2 separate regions of the Drosophila melanogaster genome follow, and region 1 is linked to region 2. A link is a contact called in public Hi-C data. All regions are on one chromosome and are shown on one strand. The core of a region is the stretch at or near the end of the contact, and the rest is flanking DNA. Distances in the headings are between cores, read along the strand shown.

Evidence for each region. Hi-C and Micro-C count contacts between places; a contact is called where the count stands out from the background.
Region 1: a contact with region 2 is called in a Hi-C map of the Kc167 cell line, with 2.9 times the contacts expected there. The contact joins the promoter of CG17032 here to the promoter of CkIIalpha-i1 in region 2. A contact is called at or near these places in 12 of 107 Hi-C or Micro-C datasets (the D17-c3 cell line, the Kc167 cell line, the S2 cell line and 4 more) and 2 of 6 datasets of contacts at active chromatin or transcription factors (both in the Kc167 cell line).

The regions. Positions count from the first base shown.
Region 1 is chr3L:15,956,869-15,963,768 of dm6, forward strand. CG17032 reads left to right here and starts at 1,975. Exons shown (of 2, transcript NM_140560.3): 1 at 1,975-2,515; 2 at 2,820-3,741. The coding sequence starts at 2,398. The coding sequence ends at 3,640. elgi (early girl) reads left to right here. Exons shown (of 5, transcript NM_140559.1): 2 at 55-197; 3 at 271-715; 4 at 771-936; 5 at 999-1,565. The coding sequence ends at 1,102. Brr2 (Brr2 U5 snRNP complex subunit) reads right to left here. Exons shown (of 6, transcript NM_140561.4): 3 at 5,247-6,900; 4 at 5,008-5,182; 5 at 4,670-4,952; 6 at 3,968-4,611. The coding sequence ends at 4,126.
Region 2 is chr3L:15,812,659-15,818,940 of dm6, forward strand. CkIIalpha-i1 (CKII-alpha subunit interactor-1) reads left to right here and starts at 4,321. Exons shown (of 2, transcript NM_079372.4): 1 at 4,321-4,515; 2 at 4,574-5,963. The coding sequence starts at 4,390. The coding sequence ends at 5,680. It overlaps fwe (flower), which reads right to left and starts at 3,752. Exons shown (of 6, transcript NM_168633.4): 1 at 3,616-3,752; 2 at 3,278-3,398; 3 at 761-968; 4 at 588-695; 5 at 1-239. The coding sequence starts at 3,618. The coding sequence ends at 101. DCP2 (Decapping protein 2) reads right to left here. Exons shown (of 5, transcript NM_001259847.2): 5 at 6,076-6,282.

The sequences.
Region 1 (6,900 bases), core at 725-3,224, 140 kb after region 2:
GCGAATCATACATATGCTTTAAATACAAACAATCATACATATCTACCGATTCAGGCCGTGATGTGCGAGCACGCCTTCTGCCGCGGATGCATTAACGAGTGGCTAACCCGCCAGCCCACTTGTCCGGTGGATCGAAATTCCCTGACTACTGCCAACTTGCGGGCAGTGCCTCGCATATTGCGCAACCTACTGTCCAGGTGAGAAAAACCCAACGCCTTCTACTCTGTGAACCTTGTGGACTCTAACTAATCTTTGACCCTTGCCAACCAGACTGTCAATCACCTGTGACAATGCGCCTTATGGCTGCACGGCTGTTCTCAAGCTAGACGCCTACAATTCCCATTTGGACGAATGCATTCACAATCCGAAGCGACCATTTCCCTGCGAGAAGGGATGCGGCTTTGACATACCCAAGGATGAGCTAAAGGACCACAACTGCGTGCGGGAGCTGCGCACTTTAATTGTCAAGCAGACGGAAAAAATGGGTGAGCTCAAATCGGAGCTCACCGACCAGCAGCTGACTATCAACGAACTGAAGCGCGAGCTGCAGCTATTCAAGGACTTTATGCGTGCCATGCGCGTCTCCAATCCTGCGATGCGGGCCATAGCCGACCAGATGGAGCGCGACGAGGTGATCCGCTGGAGCAGCACACTGCCCCGGGCCAGGGTTACGCGCTGGGGGGGAATGATCTCTACGCCCGACGATGCACTGCAGGTGAAGCCCAAATTCTAAATTTTTTTAAAACGTTAACTCACTTTTCATTTGATAGCTCATGATCAAGCGCGCTTTGTCCGAGTCGGGCTGTCCGCCACACATCCTGGATAGTCTTATGGAGTTCTGCCACGAGCGACGTTGGCCCCGTGGGCTCAGTTCGCTAGAGACACGTCAAACCAATCGTAGGATCTACGACAACTATGTGTGTCGACGCATTCCAGGTAACAATTTTAAACATAAATATTAACAACAAGGCTTTATCTTTAAACTTACTCTTCCGCAGGCAAGCAAGCTGTGCTCGTTTTGAGCTGCGACAACCTCCACATGACTGAGGACGTCATGATCGATCCAGGTTTGGTCATGATCTTCGCCCATGGCATCGAGTAGGCCCTCAGCCGCTGATTAACCACTTATCCTAGGTTAAATGCTAACTATATCGAACAGTGCTCAGTTTTGTTGATTCCTTAACGTAAGAGTAAGCATTAAAAACAATATTGTAAGGAAAAACTCGCAAAACAAACCATTCAAGCGCCTCATGACGACTTTCAAGTTGTACAAAAAATATATATTACTTTCGGTTCATTGTGTTTTATCCATTTAGTTAGTACGCAAATTCGTATACATCATCAAGTCGTTCGCATATACCCAATATTACATGTTTGATTAAGCGATCTCAACAAATGTCCCTTTGTTATCGTTCACTTCATTCTCATTTTGATGGAAGGAAGCTGTGAATGTCCTAATTCGCGTTTAAATTCGTATTGCACAACTTACTTAAATTTCTGAAATATTTGTCAATACTTTTAGATTAAATGTGGAAAGAGTAATAAACAGTTTATTTAACTAATGTATTCATGGAAGAATTTATTACTATAATAAACCATTTGCTTTTATAATTGATTTCTTTCAATTACGAATTTAAATTGTAATAGTATGTTACAACAAAATTCCATTTATTCATTTATTTAAGCACTCCCATGAATTATTTTTCTGAAAGATTGTCTAGCCTTTTAGATTAGAAATAGAAATAAAAGTGATTATTCCAACTAAACCGATAATTCTAGCCTCTTATCAGCTGAAAGGGCAGACAAGCGTCTGCCTTTGGAAATCCTACACAAATGTTCACTGGGATGCCCCCCACTTGCAAGCACCAACTCATTCGGGGAGATCTGTCCGCCTCCACTCTGTGGACCCGTAAAAGTTCTGGACAACATCTGTTTCCCGAAATGGAAATCGAAAAGCAACAAAAACCAAGCAGCAAGCAACCAAGCAACAAAATAAACAAAAGAAAACCAAACTAGTTCCTCCACGAGCTTTGGCCGCCAACCGGTTTCGGCTTTTGTACACCCGTTTTGTTTTTTTCCTACATAATACAACATTATACAAAGTTTGCATCGGTTACATGTGCCAAAAATCGTTGGATTATACAAGCCAGTTTTGGTTTTCAATTTTTTTCTTCGTATTTGCCGAACATCTTGAATATTGATAGAAGCAATTAGCGCCATCCAGACCAAAGGGGCAGCCCCCTACGGCGATTGAAAGTGAGAGTTGATCGGCCGATTGGCGGCGGAGCGGACAGGCTGAAATATATACATCCAACAGTTGATCGCGAAGCGGCGCAGCCAACGGACGTGTCCAGCTGCGATCTCCAGAAGGCAACCAATCTAATCGAAGAACACGAAATGAATGTATCAATTCCGGTGCTATTTGTGGCCCTCATCTGTCTGGCAGCTGCGTCGGCGTTTCCTCAACTGAGGCAGCGCAACGAGAAGCAGGTTCAAACCGGCGATGATGATTTGCGTAAGTAAAATTCTTAACGCTCGAAAATCTTACAATTCTTAGATTGTAAAACTTCCTAAATACATTTGGAAAATACTTTTCAAATCTGAAATTCTGTAAATATATATAAATACATATCTATCTATAAATTTTTGTGTATACATATGTACACATTCTGTAGTGCGAACAAAGCGTAAAATATTTAGTAAAATAATAGATTGCTCCGAATTTTTTAATAATAAGCTTGCCGATTATTCAGCTTCTATTAATTAAATTAAAATAAATATAAAATATTTTATAAAGTATATACCATTGCATTTTACAGCTTCCAAGGGCGCCACTATCGAGGAAGTAGTGGTGGAATCAGCCTTGTACATCAAACCGAAGTCTAATCCGCAGGTGCGTCGCGTCCGTTCGGTCCTGGATCAAATATCCGGAATCCAGGCCGCTCACAAGAGGGTGAAGCGTCAGTTTGGGCGACAATTTGGTGGTCAGTATGCTGGAAATCCCGGCTTCGGTGGCGGATTCGGTGGAGAGCCTGGTTTTGGAGGTGGATTCGGCGGTAATCAAGGATTTGGAGGCAACCAGGGATTCGGAGGTAATCAGGGTTTCGGCGGTAATCAGGAATTCGGCGGTAACCCAGGATTCGGAGGAAATCCCGGATTCGGCGGTAATCAAGGTGGAAAAGTTCAGGCAGGTACATCGGCCGGCGCTGGGGGAACCAAAGCGGGTGTTGATGTTGGTGCCGGACCAGATGGCGGCAATGCCAATGCCAACGTCGAGTTAAATCCGCTGGGACCACTCGGACCCAGTGGTTACAACCAGGAGCAGGCCGCATCCAACGGAGCTGCCCACAGCAACTACAACAATGGACTCAACTCAGGATCCTCGGCCGCCAGTGGGCAGGCTCAGGGCTTCCAGTCGCAGAGTGCCAATGGATCATTCGGTGCCTCCTCCGCAAGCACGGCCACTCAGTCCCAGAACACCAGCCCCTTTGGATCCAATAATGCGGCAGGTGCTTCGCTGAGTCAGGTTTACCATCTTCCCAATGGACAGACAATAAACTTTAGCTCCACGAACAGCTTCGCTAATGGAGGAGCCAATCGTGGCAGTAGCCATGGATCGGCAGTTTCTGTCAGCCGCTAAAAGCCAAGTTCACCATACAGGGAAAATACCTCCAAGTTAATCTATTTGTCAGCAATCCTATGTGCAAATATCTAAAAAATCCAAATAAATATTTATGATTGAATTGAATTTGAATGAATAATTTGAATGATTTTTTTAAAATCTAAACGGTTGCATTTTGATGATCCAGATTACAAATTACAACAAACTTGAATTGTTCCATACGAAATTTAAAAGCTTAAGACAATATAAGAATTGGCACTGTTGACTACAAAATATTTAGATTCTTGGTATCAACCAGCGAAAGAAAGTTGAAAGGTTTTTTTTATTTTGTTTTTTTTTTTTTTTGTACTACTTTATATAATTATCCTCAGTGTATCCTTGTACAATTTGGTTTCTACTAAAGTAGTACACGAATTTATTATTGCTACAATTAATGCGCGTAAATTGTAAAATGATTGATTTTCATTTGTGCAAACATGCCCAACTGATGATCCTAAAGAAAACTAATCTGACTCGCTTTCGCTTTCCGACTGGAAGTCACCCACTTCGATGGAAAACTTGTACTCCTGATCACAACCCAAATAGGAATCGCTCATGTAGTACAGAGTGTAGTCGTGTTTGCCCGGACTAGGTGCCACAAAGTCCAGCTTGACCTTTGCCTTTTGCTGCAGCGTGAGCCGTTTGATGGAGAGCAGGGAGTTGGTCTTGGGATCACCTATGACGACCCACCATCCTTCTTCGCGCTTCTGCGGGAAGAATGGAGCAATGACTGGGCCAGTGACCTCATCCTCACGTTCCAGTTGAACCACTACATTAACGGTTGATCCTGAGTTGATGCGATCCTTGTCCACCACCTCATAGTTCAGCTCAATGTTGGGGTAACGGTTGCAGAATCGAGCAACATCGGCCATTTGTAAATCGGAGAGCTGCAGCAGGCGAGTGCGATCCTCGTCCTCCAATTCCATGATATCGAAAACGGTTTCGATTTTCTGAAATATACGACGAAACATGAGATAATCCTAGAGATTCACTTGTTGTTACTCTCACCTTCTCTGTGCACCGCTTGACAATCTCGGGACTAAAGTGCGGCAACTGTTTCAAGTACGAGTCCTTGCTCCACATGGCCTGCGTGACCATCTGAGCCAGCTCCATGGCAGCCACAGCCGGCGACAGCCAGCCATTTGAACTCAGCACATCTACGCAGGCCTGAATGAGGCGGATGGCCTTGCTCAGTATCTGCTCCGTATCGCCTTGCAGTTCAGGTCCCAGTTGCAATCGCGAAAGATGAGCCTGAAGCAGCAAATTGGTCTTGATGTGCGGATCATTGAATCTAAAAATAACATTGGTAAAATTCTTTTTAAGATCTAAATGTATGGGTTGCTTACTTTGGAGCCGTTTCATTGGGTCCTGTGAGTTTGTTGGGCAGTCGCTGAGACAGCGTGCGCAGAACCTGCTCCTCATGATGCCTGACCACAACATCCTCGTACTCAGCTGCCGATGAAATAATTTCCAGCAGGCCCCGCACTTTTGTTTTGCTGTTGAGGGACAAACTGAAGAGCTCTGGGAAAAAATGATAGGAAAATGAAGATGACAATTGCCTAAACTTAAATCTAATGCTTCATACCGATAGTTGTGTAGTTGATGTAATAGTAGGCAGCAATCATGCCCAGATTGAGTGGCAGCGTGTCCATATCATCCTCCACGCTAATACACTTGGACTGTTCTAGATCGCTCAGCGTATTCTCCACCAACTCCGAAAGATGGTCGGAGAGATGGCGATGCGTGACACCCTGCAGATTGTAGTAGTTGGGATTTTGGGTCAATCGTCTGTAGAGGAACGTCCAGGTGAGATAATCAACGGCATCCTGTTTGTTCTCAATTGTCTTGGTGACCACCTCGGCGTTAAAGTGATCATGCATTCTATGATCCAAATGACTTTCGATGGGCAGCGGCTCGTTGATGAATTTCTTAAAGAAGTCCTTCTTGCTGCTCTGGCACATCAGCACGCATTTGGCATCCGCATCCTCGTTCGGCCGATTGGCTCGACCAATCATTTGCAGCACGTCTGTAATGGGATAGTCCTCATACGAATGATTCTTGCCATTGTAAAATTGTGTGTCCATGATGATCACCAAGTGAGCGGAGATGCTCATGCCCCAGCAAAGGTCTCTGGAGATAACAGCTACTTGCACGGCGCCAGAGTCAAACAGCTGCTCCACCAGGCGATGATCTGAGGCGGATAGGCCCTCATGGAGATAGGCCACTCCTTGCGCTAGGGTCTCCTTCAAAGTTTTATCCGTCATTCGTTCGAGGAACGGCTTGATGTCCTCCTCCTCAGCATGGAAAAAACGGTTGGGTTGCAAATCCGATGCTGCGTAGGTCAAAACATCAATTGCAGTGAGCCTGGCCTGCTTTCTGGACGAGACAAACACAATCACCGGCTTGTGGGCGCTGTACTTGAGGATGGCATTGTAAACAGGCTTGGACATCGTAGCAATTCTGGTGGCGTTGTGAGTGACATTATAGCCCTGGATGTGCAGCTCCAACGGAATGGGACGCACGCTGGGGTGGAAATTGAAAGTGGCATTGGGATTACAGCCCAGCCACTGGGCGACATCCCTGGCATCCGTTAGCGATGCAGACAACGCCACTATTCTGATCTGTTTCTCAATCTGCGAGCTAATGTATCGCATCCTGGAGCATACAATTTCCAAAACGGGACCTTCTTCGCCACCAACCAACTGCAGTTCGTCCACAATGAACAGGTTCACCAATTGTACGTTCTTCCTCTGTTTCCATCTGCGAGACAACACATCCCACTTATCCGCAGTAGTGATCACCAGCTGTCCCTTGGCTATGAGCTTAAGATCGGTTCCAGTTTCGCCGGTCAATTTAACCACTTTTATGTCCAGGGATCCAAATTTGCTATGCCAATCCGCAAAAACTAAGTCCGCCAATGCCTCCTCCGAGACCAAATATACACATCGGGCATCGGATTGGGTAGTGAACAAGCGCATGATGGCAAACTCTGCAATAGTCATCTTTCCGGATCCGGTTGGTGCTCCAACAAAGACATTCTCATCACTATTGTAGACTGCGTTGAAGACCTGTGTCTGAATGGGATTGAATTGCGGGAAGCGTTGCGAATAAAAGGATTCAAACTTCGGCTGCCGGAGTGCACTAATAGGAAGCGGTTGGAGATCCAAAAGCTCCGTAGGTGGCATATTCTTCTCGGGCAGAATCAAGTGTCGGAAAGAAACTGGTAATTGGGTCTCTGC
Region 2 (6,282 bases), core at 3,071-5,570:
GTGGAGTATTTTGTGTGTGAATCTGTGTATCTGAGTATCTGTGTCTTTATCTGTATCTGAGTGTGGTTTTTTGGCAGTTACTAATGGCGCGGCTAGGAATTTATGTGGGGCGCCAGACATCGGGGTCTTCCATGAGTGTGATATGCTGATCGCCGCCCATCTGCATCTGACCGCCCGCCTGACTGCCGGCCATCTGTGTGGGCGATGTGGCAGCGGCGGCCATGTCCTCTCGAGAAGCTCTACGTGTTAGTTTATAGTTATTTAAGCGTTTTCACAGTGGCAAGCACATCGTGGGAATATAGAGAAAACATTTTGTTTCGATTAGCAAAAATGGCTTAGCAAAACTAACTAAATCGCTCGCTCCTCCGTTCGCTTAGCAACTAAACTAACCCAATAATCGAAGTCGTCTTTAAATTCAGAAATTCACCATAAAGCTTGTTTTTTAAATTCAGATTAATGTTTTAGGAACACATGAGTGCCTAATCAATGCAGTTTGATTTGAATCCAGCTATTTCTTTTAAAAATTCTGCGGCATAGCTGCAATTTTCTGAATTTAACTGCGATTTTCCGAGGTGCCCCATACTCACTTCTTGCCTAACGCCATCATGCCGTAAACCACGCCAGTGCCAAAGATCAGCCCACTGCCGAATAAGCTGGCCAGTCCAAAGCACAGAATAATGGGCGGAATGGCCATGCTGAAATGGAAAACATAATCTTTAGGAAATATTACAATTTGTGACAAATTTCTTTGGTTACTCACGCAATGTAGAGCCCGGCACGGAAGTACAAGGGCTTAGATTCCACCTTTTCCGCGATCTCGTTCACCTGCCCAAAGCAGACGAAACAGCAGGGAGCCTCCAAGAGCATCACCACAAATCCTGCCACCATTTGAAGGATGCCAGCCACCAGGCAGGATACGCTGAGCGTGATGATGGAGAACACATTCCACAGGCCGAAAAGAATGGCAACTGGAAGGAAAACATGGGATAAAAGATGTTAGTTATGCAATGTTATAATCTACTAATAATGAATATTTTCCTTGGCTATTATGAATTTGCTCCTCAATCTACTGTTTCCATGTAGCTCAAGTTACTGCTTACTGCTAACTTCTATTGATTTTTTATTATTTAAAAAAATTACATTCCTATCATATGTTGTATTTAATGTATGCAGAGGTCAAGCTATTTTTGTAATTTCCAATAAAAGGCGTATATCTTTATCGCTAAACACTGACCAAAAATACCAATATCATACTCCCACTAGACCCATTATGTCGGGCCAACCGCCCCGTATGGTAAAAACGAGGAAACGCAATCTAATCTACAACGCTGACTCATATTGTGCCAATTTCTAACTTTTTATGGCCTTCTCTTTTATTTAAAAATTTTTTAAACAAAAACGAGCCACAGAAGCGTGACAAACAGCATGAAAAACAGTTGGGCAAATTGTTAGTTGATAGTAAGTAGTTCAGTTCACAGGTAGAATTCACTAAATTCCATTCGATATCGCTAGAGGGGCGTACAAGTGAATTACATTAAAATATTTTATCAGCTGCTTTTGGTCTATGATAAAAGCATAAACAAAGAGTAAACAGCACATACGACTATAATTCGCAGATAAACAAATGCCTGGGGCGTGATAATTGGATAAAAGTGGCTGGTATAAATGCAGCAAAAGATCACGAGGAAAGGTTGAATTCTAAAATTCTAAATACATGAATAATAAAATAAAAAAGATTTCACGATTTAGGCCACTTTTAATATTTAGCTTCGCAAGTTAGGTTTTTCCTTTTGCGAAATCGGATCTGGGTTTTGAGGTTATTGCGGTTCTTAAAGCCAGGCAAACTGACCCAACCTGGGGAAGAAGTCGTTGTGCTCCACGGAACGGCTTATAAAATTATTTATTAATCATAGACTTTGGTTTTATTTTACGCAAACAAAACCGGTTCATTGTGGAAGCCGGACGAGTGAGTTGTGATCCCTTAATTGAGGTATTCAGCTATTTATATTGATTTTAAGTGGATGGTGTTCATTTGTTGGGCAATTTCTGCATTTCACTAAGTGAGAATCATTGCCAGAATATCCAACAACAAAAGATGCTTTTGTACAGAGAAAAAAAAGATGTTAAAAACGTTTTGAATAAATAAATATTCCTTTGGTTGATCTCTAAAAATTCCAGGAATAATATGTCAATGAGGCATATTGTTTCTGTGGAATTTTCATTTATATACATATGTATGGTTTAGATTGATTTTTAAAATAATTTTTGTAAGTATTCTAACGACACGAAACCCAATAGCATAATCAAAACCCCAACTGCGATTAAAAAGATTGACTTGGACTTAATCAAAGTAGATCACGACTACTTAAAAGTTTATTGAACTGCATTTTTTTATGCATTCAGAAGGTGATGATGAAATTACAAAAAAGATGCCCCAATTGAATTTAAGATACGCATAGACTTATTACGATATTGCACTTATAACACGTGTGGCAGCCTAAGGGTTAAGGTTAACTGAGTCCAGATAAAAAAGCAAATACGCAAACGGGTAAAACAAAGTTAAAAATAGAGATGGAAAGAGGGAAGCTGCTGATACAACAAAAGGCAGTGCGAATTTCGATTGAATGGGCACAGAGAATTACATTCGATGCGGAAAGAAAAAGCAGAGCGCCAAACTTGACACAGAAAAGCTCCTATACATACTTGCAATTTCCTACACACGAAATAAAAAGTTATCAAACGAAATGGTTAGATAAGAGATATTAAGTGCAGGAAGCCCACTTAGTTAAGTGGGTGAATGTATTATTTTATATTTCAATAACAAAACAAAAAAAAACCTTTTTTGGACTTTGTTTTACCTTAAAATTATACGTTTCATTCTTAATTCATTTGGAAATCTCACACTTTACCCTACATTTCTTTGATTTTGATGTAAAAATAAACTTTAGCTACATACATAACTAGTATTTTTTTCAGTGTGTGAATTTGTGTATCCTTTTTGTGTTGTCTTTTCCATGTTTCCTTTCTCCGCTCTCACTGCCTCTCACCTCTCACTCACCCTCTCTTGTTTTTCCTTTATCAATGTCAGAGAGCGTGCGTACACACACGAACACAACTGCACACCTACACCTACGAATAGATAACAGCAACAACAACAAAGGGTGGTACACAAAAATCGATGCAACATATTTTTGGGCCGCCCAATGTCACGGATGTTTTTCCCAACTTTTTAATGTGTTAAGCTAGTAGATAATTTATTATATATCCTACAACTTACAGAAGGCGGCCACAATGCCCAGCAATCGACTTCCATATTTGAGATACCACGGCTGCTCCGGTCCAATTGGATCTTGTTGATTCGGCCGTGCCAGCAGACCCGTTATCTTTTCCGCAAACGACTGATCCGGGAAATAGACGGAAATAGGGAGAAATCGAAATGCAATTAGGAAAAATCGAAGCACAATTTTGTATTGTGACGCGGCGGCCGCTTTTTTTAACACGCACACATTGCCACGACAAAAACACACACACCAGTTAACGCGCGGCTCACATGCATACACACTGACACCGCTCACTGCGTCAGCATTTTATCTCAGTCAATCAACAACTACCTACCATGGCTATTTATTTAGTTAGTTAGCTAGGCTTAAACTAATTCGAACAATTACTATTTGCACTTTTCACGTCACACGGAACGAAAAAAATCCTGTTGTACTTTGCGTTCTGCTGCACGCGAACCGAACTAGATCGCGATTCTGATGGCCGATAGAGCCTATCGATACTCGGAAGTTATCGGAGGCGAATGGAACTAGTTTCCTGGTATCCTGGATTCACTACAACATTTTTTAATTTTTAAATTTATATTGCAATTAGTCAACTTCTTACTTTTTTCATAATTATTTGTATTTTCTTGTTTTGGGTTTCGAACATTCAAATAATTACACAAATACTTTTTTAGGTAATGAAAAAACTACAGTCTAAACTTGTAAATTGGTTTTTGTTCGATTATGATATTAAACAATATTTTCCGGTTCTCTTAGCAAATGTTAGGCAAATTTGTGTACATTGAAAGCTTTTATACCGTTCAATATGCAGGCGGCATCTTTAGAAAATTCACTTCGATCTCAGATCGTTCACCTAACTCCTAAATCTGAACAACTATCTCTATTCAAATCAATCAAAATTAATTTATTTTTAGATTTGCATAAATTTCTAAGTCCGTAAATTAAAAATCGATTAATTCAATTGCCTATCGACATTAAGCAGCTCTGCATTGTATCGATAAATTAAACATCTATCGATAGTATCGATTAGCAGACATCGAAGAAATCATTGATTACTTGCCTTTTATTAACTTGGTTTTTGGACCTCCTCGAAAATATCAGCAAAATGACAGAAGCGGAAATTTGCAAACTATGCAAGGATAACCGAGCAATTGAGATCGATCTCGAGAAGCCCAAATTCAAATCGGCCAATAAACTGCTGCAAAGACTTTTCGATTGGTACAAAATTGATGTAAGTTCTGAAAGTGAGTCCAATGGATGTCAAATGCAAAGAAACCCACGTATTTTAGGCTGCTATCCTGGGGGAAAATTACTGCATTTGCGAGCCCTGCTTTGGAGAGACTTTGCGCATAAGCGAATCCCTGGAGAAGTGGGGCACGGCCCAGGACGAGTTTCACCGGAGGCCCATCGAAATAGACGACTCCACTGCATTTCAGATCAAGTTGGAGGTGACATCAAACAAAGAAGAGGTAGAAACGGAAAAGAATGATGAGGAGAATTCTTTCGATCAGCATATCGCGGAGCCAGTGAAGGAAGATCCATTGGAAAAAAACGAGCATATGGAGATCGTAGTCGAAGAATCTTTGAAAACCGCGTCCGTGGATTTCTTCAGCGTGGGATTGTCACGCGATGGCTTGGCAGTCACCAAGTTCTTCAAGGACAAGACCCAAGCCACTCGGATGCTGTGCACCTGTTGCGGCCATGTGCTCGAAATCCTGACCCACATACGCATGCATTCTTGTAAACCCCGCCCGAATCCGGTCTACTATTGCCGCGATTGTGGTTCAGAGTTCCACAAACTACACGAACTACATGAGCACATGAAGACGATGAAACACAACAAGACCATGTGCGGCGCAAAGGATTTGGAATTTCTGTGCCTCAGATGCAACCAGATATTCCCACGCTATTTCGACGTTATCCGCCACGAGAACAGCGTTCACAATGTATCCGATTTCATCTGCGTGGAGTGCAACATGTCCTTCGCTAACCAAGGATCCTACAGGAGGCACACGAGGAGCCATAAAGTCAAATTCACGCAGCAGCGATTTTATGAGTGCCCATATAAGGACTGCACCTCAAGTTATCGAGTGTGGGCGCGCTTAATGTCGCACATGAGTTCCCACGGCCTCTTTTCTGGATTCAAAAGCAAAGTGCCGTCTACCCAACAGGAACGACGTCTTCTGGAGGGCAAGTTTATGACGCTGGACCCCATGAAACGGGTTGAACCCGATCGCCGAAAGTTGCCATACCGCAAGAAAAGCTTTTACGCTAAGGCAGATTTCCCGGAATCCCCGACGAAATGTACCAACGGAGGAGAGTTCATCAGCCTGCCCAAGAAAATTTCCCTGCAGAAGGGAAAATACATCAATCTTTCGGACAATTCAAGACCTTAGTTACCAACTAGGCTAGCAAATAATGGTAATCTTGAAAACTGATTAAATTGTATAAATTAATATTTCCACTACTGTGTGTATATTATTAATTCTTAGATAGCCAATTTTAGTATAACTTTTTTGTTATTAAGAAATTTACCCCCGCGTTGTATTCTTTACAATTGTGAAAAAAGGCGGATAAAACATACTTCCGTTTTATAATTTCTCTTCGTGGATAAACGTTGAGATGAAGTGTTTTTAAACCCAATAGAAATAAACAATCAGTTTTAAAACTTGGTACATCAATTTATTGCCGGAAATTTTTGGGGGGAAAACGTTGGAAATATATATTGCCACAAATAAGTTATTTTATAATCTTTTTACGTTACAATTGTTCTTGATTGAAGAGTTAACTTGGATTTTGTATTTGCTTGTTTTGGCATTAAATTCTACAAATTGTATTTTTGATATCGTATGATTTTGAAGGAGGTGCTTACACTAGAATAGAATTGCTCAACCAAAGAATCTGGATTACTTTCCACTTTATTTTCAGGAAATCTATTCTTGTGCATCCACGTCCTCGCTTTTGTTTTGGACGTGTTTACAGATTTGTTTTTTTTTTT